2 separate regions of the Triticum aestivum genome follow, and region 1 is linked to region 2. The links are chromatin contacts, called in public Hi-C maps. All regions are on one chromosome and are shown on one strand. Each heading gives the region's core, a stretch centred on a gene start, on an enhancer-like site or on the middle of the called end of the contact. The rest is flanking DNA. Distances are from core to core; before and after follow the strand shown. Region 1 holds the start of LOC123116180 (cytoplasmic tRNA 2-thiolation protein 1). Region 2 holds the start of LOC100270660 (keratin-associated protein 5-2).

The links. Hi-C and Micro-C count contacts between places; a contact is called where the count stands out from the background.
Region 1: a contact with region 2 is called in a Hi-C map of leaf, with 8 times the contacts expected there. The contact joins the promoter of LOC123116180 here to the promoter of LOC100270660 in region 2. A contact is called at or near these places in 2 of 5 Hi-C or Micro-C datasets (both in leaf).

What each region holds. Positions count from the first base shown.
Region 1 is chr5B:382,010,810-382,016,570 of IWGSC CS RefSeq v2.1, forward strand. LOC123116180 (cytoplasmic tRNA 2-thiolation protein 1) reads left to right here and starts at 3,953. Exons shown (of 10, transcript XM_044537180.1): 1 at 3,953-4,250; 2 at 4,517-4,631; 3 at 5,061-5,203; 4 at 5,365-5,484; 5 at 5,561-5,673. The coding sequence starts at 4,152.
Region 2 is chr5B:381,543,510-381,548,694 of IWGSC CS RefSeq v2.1, forward strand. LOC100270660 (keratin-associated protein 5-2) reads right to left here and starts at 1,661. Exons shown (of 5, transcript XM_044532840.1): 1 at 1,182-1,661. The coding sequence starts at 1,313.

The DNA.
Region 1 (5,761 bases), core at 2,703-5,202, 470 kb after region 2:
AAAAGTTAAGGCCTCCTTTGGTTTGTAGGAATATTGTATGAATTATATAGGGTAGGATTTTCAAAGAAAAAAATTCCTTCAAGCCCTATGGTTTATAGGAATGGATTCCTATTACTATGTATGATAGAAACCAATCCATCACATGTCAAAGGAAAAAAACATTAACCTAGATTGAATGAAAAAATGCATATCTTATACATCAAATGACATCTCTTTCCTGAAAAAACATTAATCTAGATTGAATGAAAAAATGCATATCTTATGCATCAAATGACATCTCTTTCCCTGCACGAATTGAGATGAATGTCATATCACTTTCTATGATTTTCCTTTTTTTAGAAGATCGTATGATTTTTCTTTTTTTAGAAGATCATATGATTTTCCTATTCCTATGATATTCATATATATATGAGACCTCTTCTTCGGCGCCTTAGGGGGCTGTTCGCTTAGCCGGCGCTCGCAGCAAACCTCGCGTGAGCTGGCCTAGCTAGCACGCTTGCTCCCTTCCCTTTGTTCGACCCAAGTGTGTGTTTCATTTGTCCCTTCATTATTTTTGGTGTTCGTCCCTTCATTCACAAGCCTTAAAACATGGATCTAAAAAATTTTGGATTTGAAAACATTTCACAAATTTGAAATTTTCATCAATTCTAAAAAAGGTTCATTGATTCTGAAACACATTTCACAAAATTTGGAAAAAGTACATCGAATTTGAAAAAAGTTCATTGAATTTGAAAAAAAGTTCATCCAATTTGAAAAAAGTTCATTGAATTTGAAGTTCAGTGAAATTTGAAAAAAAGATCATCCAATTTGGAAAAGTTCATTAAATTTGAAAGAAGATCATCGAAATCTGAAGAAAAAAATTATCAAATTTGAAAAAAGTTCACTGAAATTTAAAAAAACATGGAATTTAAAGAAACATCCAATTTGAAAAAGCTCATTGAAACTTGATGAAAAGTTCATCAAATTTGAAAAAAAAATCATCAAAATTGAAAAAAATAAATTGTCAATTTTAAAAGAAAAGTTCATCGATTTTGCAGAATAAAATCATGAAGAAAGAAAGTTTCTCGAATTTGAAAAAGAAAGAAAAAGGGACAGAAAAAAGAAAAAAACGAAAGAGAGAATACAAAAACATGTTAATAATCACAACAAGTGAAGTGTTCTGGTGGTTGTCTTGTCCTACACTAACGTAGCTTGTCACGGGATTGAATTTCGGCTCTCGCACACTTTTTGCAGTTTCAAAAATAGAAGAAAAAAAAGCCAAGATGGGTCGGCCCAAACGTGATGAGGAGGTGTGCGCCCATTAGTAAAATCAATAGTATCGGGCTCTAAACGGAGACCTCCTCCTTCCCGTTGGTGAATGCAGCGCCCGCTGCGTCGCTTGACTGGTCTTTGGCCCAGCAACGCTCGCTTGCAGCTGGCTTCTGCCGCTCGCTCGCCCCCTCGTTGGCCCCCGCCGCTCACTCGATCGCTGGCTGGCTCCCGCTTGATTGTTTTTTCTATTGCTAAATTGCTACAGTGCATACTCATTTTCTTAGGAAAAGAAACAACCAGTTGGATGCAATATGTATTCTTGTTGTTAGGAAAAAGTTCATCGATTCTGATAAAAGTTCGTCGAATTTTCAAAAAGTTCATCGAATTTGAAAAAAAGTCTTCAAAATTCAAAAAAGTTCATAAAATTTGAAAAAAAGTTTGTTGAATTTGAAAAAAGTTCGTCAAATTTTATAGAAGTTAATCAAATTCGAAAAAAAGTGCGTCGAATATGGAAAAAGTTTATCGCATCCAAAAAAATAATTGATTATGGAAAAAGTTCATCAGGTTTGAAAAAAGTTCACTGGATTTAAAAAAAGTTCATTGAATTTTAAAAAAAGTTCATGGGTTTTGAAAAAAGTTCATCAAATTTGGAAAAAAGTTTATCGGCTTTGACAAAAAGTTCATCGAATTTGAAAAAAGTTCATGAAATTAGAATAAGGTTCATTAATTTGAAACAAAAATTCATGTATTATAAAAGAAAGATTAACAAAAGGCTAAAATGGAAATGAATAAAAATAGAAAAAAATAAAAAAACATTCCAGCAAAAAAGAAAGAAGAAAAGAGGGAAAAACATGTAACTAAACACCGAAAGCGCATGTGGCCAGTTGGTTAGGGTAGCGAAGGTTGAACCAGGGGCACGTGATGTATTTTGCATCTTTAAACCAAAAAAAGGAAAATAGGCCGGCCCAACGTGGACAAGGGGGTGTGCACCCTGTGCCATTAACACTATATCAGGCGCAGAAGGCGCCAAATAGGGTTTGGCCACTAAAGGCGCCAAATAGGATTTGAGCAATTCCTATTCCACGTAGCAGGCGCCCGTTACAGTGTAAACTGCAAACGGGCGCACAACACCCACTCCCTTTGGGCCGGACCATATATGTTCTTCCTTTTCGTTTAAAACTCCCAAAAAGATGCTTGTTGGCGGTATTGAGCAACCAACCTCACCATTCCAAGGAATGTGCAGCAACTATACCTGGCCATCTGTCGGACCAGGCCTACCAAAGCCCGACACAGAAAACCTAGGCCTGATCCCGGCCCGACACGGCCGTTGGGCCTAAAAATCAAGCCCAAGGCCGGCCCATGAGACAAAAGCCTGTCGGGCCTCTTCCTTAAACTACAAATACGACAGGCCCAAGCTCGGCCTGGCTCGCCCATCGGGCTCAAAATCTAGGCACAGGCCTGACCCGTGGGCAAGGTCGAGTCAGGTTGGGTCAGGCTCTTTCGGGCCGGGCTGCCGATGGCCAAGTATAACAACAACCATCGGGCCACTCACCCGCTCATGAAGAACTACTTCGCTTTTTTTCTTTTATTTCATTCTTCAGTTCGTTTTTTTTTTCTTTTCCTTTGCTGATTATTGTTTTTAGTTTTTTTAACACTCATTTTTTTTCATTCGTGAACCTTTCTTTCTAGTTTGATGAACATTTTTTCATATTCGATGAATTTCTTTCAAAATTGATGTTCTTTTATGAAATTCGATGATTTTTTTTAAAATTTCGATGAACTTTGTGAAAATTTTGATGAAGTCTTTCTGAAAATTGATGAACCCTTTTTGAATTTGATGAACTTTTTTTTATATCCGTGAACTTTTTTCTCAAAAATTGTGAACTATTTTGGAATTTGTAAAATATTTTTAAAATAGATGAACCTTTTCAATTCCACAAACTATTTAAAAAGTCTTTGAACAATTTTTACTTTAAGATACCAGCCACATTTTTTCAGTGATCAAGCAATTGAACCTTCTTTCACATAGATCAAAAAAATTTCTAAAGACTATACTAGTGGCAGTGTTTTCTTGTTTTTGATTTTATGTGTCACACCTAGGTCTTTTCCCAGCTACACTAGATAACTTGTAAGCACGAGGTATTTGAAGAAAATTTGAATTTTTCATCGAAATAGTCCAGTCGCTAAAGAAGTTTAACGAAACGAAACAGTCCCGTCGCTAAAAAGATTCCATCAAAATAGTAAGTCACTAAACAAGGTGTTTTCTTGTTTTTATTCAACAAGCTCTTTTCCATTGAAACAGAGTTCTTCCTAAACGAATCGAAACAGTCAACAAAAACGAAAGAAAACAAATGAGGTAAATACACCTAAGGTTTTAAAACTTGCACGCGACGATCACTTTGGTGCATAAAATTGCAAAATACATGTTTGTGGTTGCTAAACTTGTGAGGTTGTTCAAATATAGTCATTATCCCCGTACGCGGACGTATCCGGTGCTTGCGTGGCACAGGAAAGGTGAGAGTGATCTTTTGCGAGGAGTACTTTTTTTTTTTTGAAACTTGCGAGGAGTACTCCTCGATTAGTTTTTTTTTTGAGCATCCCTCGATTAGTATTTCGCAGTAGCAATCCCACAGAGCCGCGCCTCTTCCCAGGCCGGCCCAATACTAGCCCGCCTAATCTGGGCCAGCCTTGACCCACCAGACTGCCTGCTCCTCCTCCTCCTGTTCGTCCGCCCCCCAGCGCCGTGACGCCTTCGAAACCCCTTCGCCGGCGTCCCGGAAAGCAGCCTCTGCTCCTCCTCCTGCCGAAGCACGGCTACTCTACCCCGCAGGTGTCCTCGCCGTCTCCCTAGTCCCTACCCTCCACCGACTCGCGTGGGGATAAGACGCATCCAGGAGCCCATGCAGTCCGCCGCCGCTCCGACGAGGGCAGGGAGCCGCCTCTGCACGCGCTGCGGCGAGCGGAAGGCCGCGCTCAAGCGGCCCAAAACCCTAGAACAGGTGAGCCTCGCCGGCTTCCTTCTTTAGGATTCCAGCAACCGGGCGCCTATGGTTTAGCTGTAGCTTCATATGAGTTCACTTGATTACTGTAGTTTTAGGAAGTGGGTAAGAACAAAAGATGCCCCTTTTGTGTATCTACCTAAAACTTTGGGTACTCTTTGCTGCTTGATCTTGTGAAGTTCCAACCATGCTAGGTGTCTAGGAGTACTGTGAGCTGTTTTCACTTTTCTGTAGCCTACAGAGGTGTCTCTGATATTTGCTTTCAGATATGTAGGGAATGCTTCTATATTGTCTTCGAGGACGAGATTCATCAAACTATTGTTGACAATAATTTGTTTAAAGCCGGTGAACGTGTGGCAATTGGAGCTTCTGGTGGAAAAGGTATGTGCAGACTTGTGTTGTATAAATATCAACGCGATAGATGATTTTTATGCAATGCATGTGTTTCATATTCGCTACTCATTCAGTGATAAACACTTTAGTACCGGCTCTTGTTGATCACTTGTATGGCCAATACTCAAGGTGTCATTGACTCCTTGAGAGCCTTGTATTAGAGTGTGTTATCAAAATGTTTGTTCAACCTTCTCGTCGTTGCAGCAGAGATAAAGGTTTTAAATCAAGACGGTCTATTATTCAAGTTATTAAAATATAGGTAGTCATGGGCGATGATAACGGATCATATATGGCTGTTTCATAAATATGATATACCCGCTAGAAAAAATATGATTGCAAATGTTCTTCAGCTTATTGTGGAAATGCTTGCTTATCTATCTTGATTTGTAGTATAACAATCTTTTTACTGTTATGCAGATTCAACCGTGCTTGCATATGTGTTATCAGAGTTAAACAAACGTCATAAATATGATCTCGATTTGTTCCTTTTATCTATTGATGAAGGAATCACAGGCTATAGAGATGACTCCCTAGAAACTGTTAAAAGGAATGAACTACAGGTTCCTCCCCCTTACCCGATACACATAATTCTGTTGCAACTTTTTACTTCTTTGTGTTTTTTTTTTGTTCTAATTTTGGCAGGCATCTAGTTCATCAAACTAACCCATTTAAATGCATATTCATGTGTTGCTAATTCTTCCGTACAATTCACCTACTGCAGTATGGCCTACCACTGAAAATAGTTTCCTACAAGGATCTCTATGACTGGACGATGGATGATATTGTGAAAGCAATTGGCCTGAAAAACAATTGCACTTTCTGTGGTGTTTTTCGACGTCAGGTACCTCCTACTACCTACCTTTATCTGTAAGGCAATTGCATGCTCATTAATTTTTGAACAATTCCATTCTTATTAGGCACTAGACCGAGGTGCTGCTCTCTTGAAGGTTGATAAGATTGTAACTGGGCATAATGCAGATGACATTGCAGAGACTGTCTTGCTGAATATTTTACGTGGTGATATTGCAAGGTAAATGTTGGTTAATAAATAAAGTATGCTATTTTTTATCTTTTCTCTTTTATAATTTTTGTGCTGGCATTATGCTTTTATCTTATAT
Region 2 (5,185 bases), core at 411-2,910:
AGTGACTCAAAAGTGAGTCAACTTGTTAGTACAAAGTTGAGTCATTTTTGAGTCACTTATTTTGGAACGGAGGGAGTAGATCTTTCTGCATTTTGATATGCATGAATGTGGAAAATTACCAGAGAATTGGTACTGTAAATATTATGTAGGACCTCAGATGTTTTATACTAGATAATTCAAGAAGAGAGAATAACCGATAAAATGGAAAATCGACTGACAAAATTAAGGTTGTCTTTGGTAGTGCTAGCAAATGGATGCTTAAAAGCAGCAATAATAGTCTGGACTGGACTGGACTAGCTCCTGCTTTAAACAAAGTTACTATGATTCTAAAGCGACTGCTAGCACAAAGGCATAAAGAAGAAGCCCGTCACCTGAGCACCTTCGGAAATCTGCTCCTTGAAAGCAGAGCACCATGTGTTCACAAAAAAAAGGGGGGGGGTATTATTCTCCCCCATGGAAAAACACAAAATCTACCACATAAAAAGCCCCAAAGCTGGATGGCAGCCCATCAACGCACGAGCGAGCCCTCGTCGGAATAATGCGTGGCCACGGGCCATGCCGTGCCCGTGCCCAGGCTACTACCCATAGCAAGCAAGCAAGAACGGCGACACGACAGCGCTTCCATACATGCATGCAACTGACAGGGCCACTCAGTCATCATCATCATCACTGGTCACTGCCCATGCCTTCTTTTCCCGCAAGGAACCGGACCAAACACGACAAAGGTACATCCATGGCACACCCAAAGAGGGCAAACGCTTGTCCGGCCCCGGATTGTCTGCGCCGAGGTACGCAGCAACGCCGCCTCCCCCTCCCCTCCCCCCTCCCCATTCGCAGCTCTCATTAGGCTCGAATCCCCAGAACACAGCCGAGATAAATAACCCTACTAGCTACAGATGCAGAGGCAGCAGTAGATTAATAAAGAATTGAACAGCCTAACCGTACCTACGGAGGGTAGAAAATAAACAACGACGTGGCGTTCGTCGACCTTCAGCACCAACAACTGCTACTACTACCAGTGGGTCTACTAGTAGATGAGCGAGCGAGAGGCAAATCGGATCTTGTTTTAAAAATGGGATCAGCAAAGTCAAAGGAAGAGGGAGGAGCAATGAAGCGGTGAGTAGCGCGGTGGCCGAGGCGGTGGTCAGAGAGAGATTCAGAGAAACGCAGCCGTGACTGACCTTGAGGAACGTGAGCTCGCGGTCAAGGATCTGCACCTCCAGCTGCAGGCGCCGGCGACCGCACATGTCCGGGTACCTCGGCGGCGACCTGGGCTTGGGCGCCTCCAGCACCACCACCGCGCCCTCCCCCATGTCTCTTTGTCTCTTACACGCCCGGAACTGGAGGGCTTAGGCTTAGCCACCGGCCCGCATTAGGCGCCGGCGGCGGGGCGGCAGCTAGCAGCAGGAGGCGCGGTGGAGCAGTGGTTGCGCACTGGCCGGCGGTGATGTAATAAGGAATCTGAGCAGCGCAGGTGAGTGCGTGCGTGCGTGCGTGCGACGCGAGGAGATGGAGGCGGGGGCGTGGGCTGGGGAGGAGCAGAGCAGAGTAGAGCAGGTGGTGGAAGTGAAATGAAGGCGGAGGCGAGGAGTCTCTCCATATAGCTCGCGCTGCGCGGGCAATAATAGCAAAGGGAGGGAGCAGGGCGCGTGGGGTTTAGACTTTAGAGAGAGAGTGCGAGTGCAGCCACAGGGGTGGGGTGGGGTGGGGTGGGGTTTAATGAGAGAGAAAGAAGATCAAGGGAGGACGCAGGAGGCGACTGTGCGGGCCGGTTCGTGACTTGTGAGCCTCTGCCTGCGCTTGTCCGTCCCGTGCCGGCGATGTGCGATGGGTCCGCCCGCCCACCCGGTATGGGGGCTGGCCTGGGCGGCCATGACCGCGAGCCAGCCCAACAGGGAGCCGCCCGTAATGCCAAGGAAACCAATACCCCAGTAGTAGTACGTTGGAGCGATGATTATCGAGCTCAAACACTTGGTAGCAGGAGTGATCAATTGCAAATAGTGTCGAGTTTGATGATGGAAAAGGCTGCTGCAGGGTGATCAATTGAATTTGCCAGCGACGAGTGGGGAATAGTAGCGCCACGCACGCCATCACGTACTAGCAGTACGTATACCTCACACGAGCGTGACGGTGGCCGGGGTGGCGCGTCCCCCGAGCCGGGGGTACGGAAAAGCCATCCGCGGAGCAACGGGACAGAACGAGGCCCTCGATCGGGCTTGCTTGGACAGAGACGCAACCACACTGACACACACACTGACGCGTCCACGTCCGCCCGGGGGCCCAGGATAAGATGGGCGCGCTCGCTACTGGCTAGCAGTTGTAGTAGTAGCCCGTAGCACTTGCGAGGGGGGCCCCGGCGCGGCAGAGCGGTGGCAGCGACCGGGGTTGCCCGATTTGAAACGGGCAGGCCGGATCAATCAATGCCTTCCCCCCGCTCGTCCCCACCCACCGCGCCTCTCCTCGCCGCTTCCTCCTCTCCGGCGCCTGCCTGCCTGCCGCTCTGGGCCTGCTGCGGCCTGCCGCACGAGGGAGGGGAGGGGACGAAGGAAGGGGTGGTTCCATTTCGGAGTAATGGCCGTCACGCGTTGCGCTGCACCTGCACACCCGCTGCGCCTGCGCCGCATGTGCGGCGGCGTGCGCCGGGACTGACTGACAGGGCGATCGGATGTTGAGGCGAGTGTTCGCTTCGGGCGGTGCCTTTCTGGGGATGGGCGAGAGCAGGGGCTACGCTCTTCATCCCAGGGTCGTTCCGTTCCGAATGCAAGTGTGCTCTTCTGTGTTTCGTCTTCCCCAAGTAAGGCCAACTCCACCGCACGATCCTATCCTGTCCGGCTTCATCCGTTTGGGGTAAAAAGGACAAAAGAGGTGGCCCAGCGCACGGCCTCAAACGGACAAATGTCTGGATTCCGTCCGTTTTCGATCCATCCCAGGCCCAAACTTGCGCTCGGTTTGGGGTGAAACGGACGCGCGCGGATGACCGCGACGCACGCCCTTGCCCCCCCCCCCCCCCGGCCCGCCTGTCGGGGACACTAGCAGTCCCTCCGCTTCCCAACGCTTCACCCTCTCTCCCCGCCCCGCCCCGCCGCCGGCGCCGCCGTATTCTCCGGCCGCCTCCTCACCGCGCAGCCCCCCCGCCGTCCATAACAAACCACGTCTGGACATGGCCGCCGCCACGCCCGCGCTTTCGCCGTAGTTTTGGCCGTCGTCGTCCTTGCCGGTGCCGGAGGGGACACGACTGCCGGCGACGGACCACGGCGGCCGAGGCAGATTCCGACAAGAGCTCCAGAGCGGCCAGTAGCCGGCCGGCAACCATCCCCTGCTACGTCGAGGTGATCATCGCGGCCGCTTCGCCACCGCGACCGCAAGGTGTTCGACCTTTTGCCAACAAAGGTATGGACAGTGGAGACGAGTTTTTCTTCCATCACTTCCTTTGTTCATCAGACGATTCGTCGTCGGATGATGAAGAACTTGTGGTGGCTGCACTGGTCGTGAACGACCATATTCAACGGCAGCTTCCTCGGTACAGGGGGTCACTCCCTGGCAAGGCTCCCAACCTGAACCGCAACAGGGAGAGAGGCCACGCCCTGCTCTATGCCGATTACTTTGCCAACACCCCGCTCTTTAAGCCGGATAAATTTCGTCGCCGTTTTCGTATGGCAAGGCATTTGTTCAATCGTATCCGAGAGGGAGTGGTTGCTCATGACCCATACTTCGAGTGCAAGACGGATGCCCTTGGCAAGCTTGCATTCTCCTCTTACCAGAAATGCACCGCGGCCATCCGCATGCTTGCATATGGTATTCCAGGCGATCTGGTGGACGAGTATGTGCGTATGAGTGAGACAACATGTCTGATGTCAATGTACAAGTTTTGTCAGGCTGTGATCGAGGTGTTTGGCCCAGAGTACTTGAGGCAGCCAACTGCCGCTGATACAGATAGATTGTTGGCGACCAATGCTGCTAGAGGCTTTCCATGCATGCTTGGCAGCATTGATTGTATGCATTAGGAGTGGAAGAACTGTCCATTTGCTTGGCAGGGCCAGTACAAGGGGCATGTTAACGGGTGCACTGTCATATTAGAAGCGGTGGCATCGCAAGATCTTTGGATATGGCATTCTTTCTTCGGTATGGCAGGTTCTCACAATGATATCAACGTGCTGCAACGTTCTCCAGTCTTTGGTGTGCTTCAATCCCGGTGGGGTATCGTTCGAAACCCTGCACTGTCATGGGATGAAAGAAAGCTTTGGGAGGTGATGACTGCTTGTGTGATCATGCACAACATGATCGTCGAGGATGAGCGCGATGAGAGTATCTTCAACCAAGGATTTGATTATCAAGGTGAAAATATTGAGCCCCTGCATCAAGACCCGTCCACATTTGAACAGTTTGTCCAATTCCACCATGAGATGCGTGATTGGCACACTCATTTGAATCTTTAAAATGACTTGGTTGAGCACGTCTGGGATCACATTGGCAACCAATAGATGTATTGGTCCAATTTATGTTCAGTCAAGACAATTTCGATTTGGTTGTAAAACTATTTTATTTAAGACAATTTCAATTGGGTTGTAAAACTATTTTAATTTTCAGACAAACATTTGGGTTGGAAGTAGTTTGATGCAAATTTAGGCATTTTTGGCCCTCACGGACAGGATGGGGCAAATGGATGCGGCCGCGCGCTGGGCGCACGGCCACCGCATCCCAGGACAGGCCCGACACGACCCCAAACCCCTACCCAAACGGACCGAAATCGGACAAAACGGACGTCCGTTTGGGGGCCAACTCCACCGCGCGACCCTATCCTATGCGTCCCCGTACGTTTTGGGTAAAAGAGACAAACGAGACGTCCCAACGCGCGGGCTCAAACGTACTTTTGTCCGCTTTGTGTCCGCTTTTGACCCATCCGCGGCCCAAGTTTGCGCCGCTTTTGGGGTGAAACGGACACCACGCGGACGCACAGGTCGTCTGCGCGTGTCCTTCCCTGGCCCGCCCGTCGGTGGCACAGGACGGGCCTTTTTCTATCCGCCCCCTCCCTCCCTCCGGCCGCATCGACTCCACTCTTCCCCTCGCTTCCCCTCGCCGCCGCCGGCCGCCCGCTGCCATTGCAGCCGTGCAACTCGGACGCGCGCTTGCCCAACCCCTTCCTCTCGTCGCCGCCGAGCTACCCAAGCACGGCCACCTTGTTTGC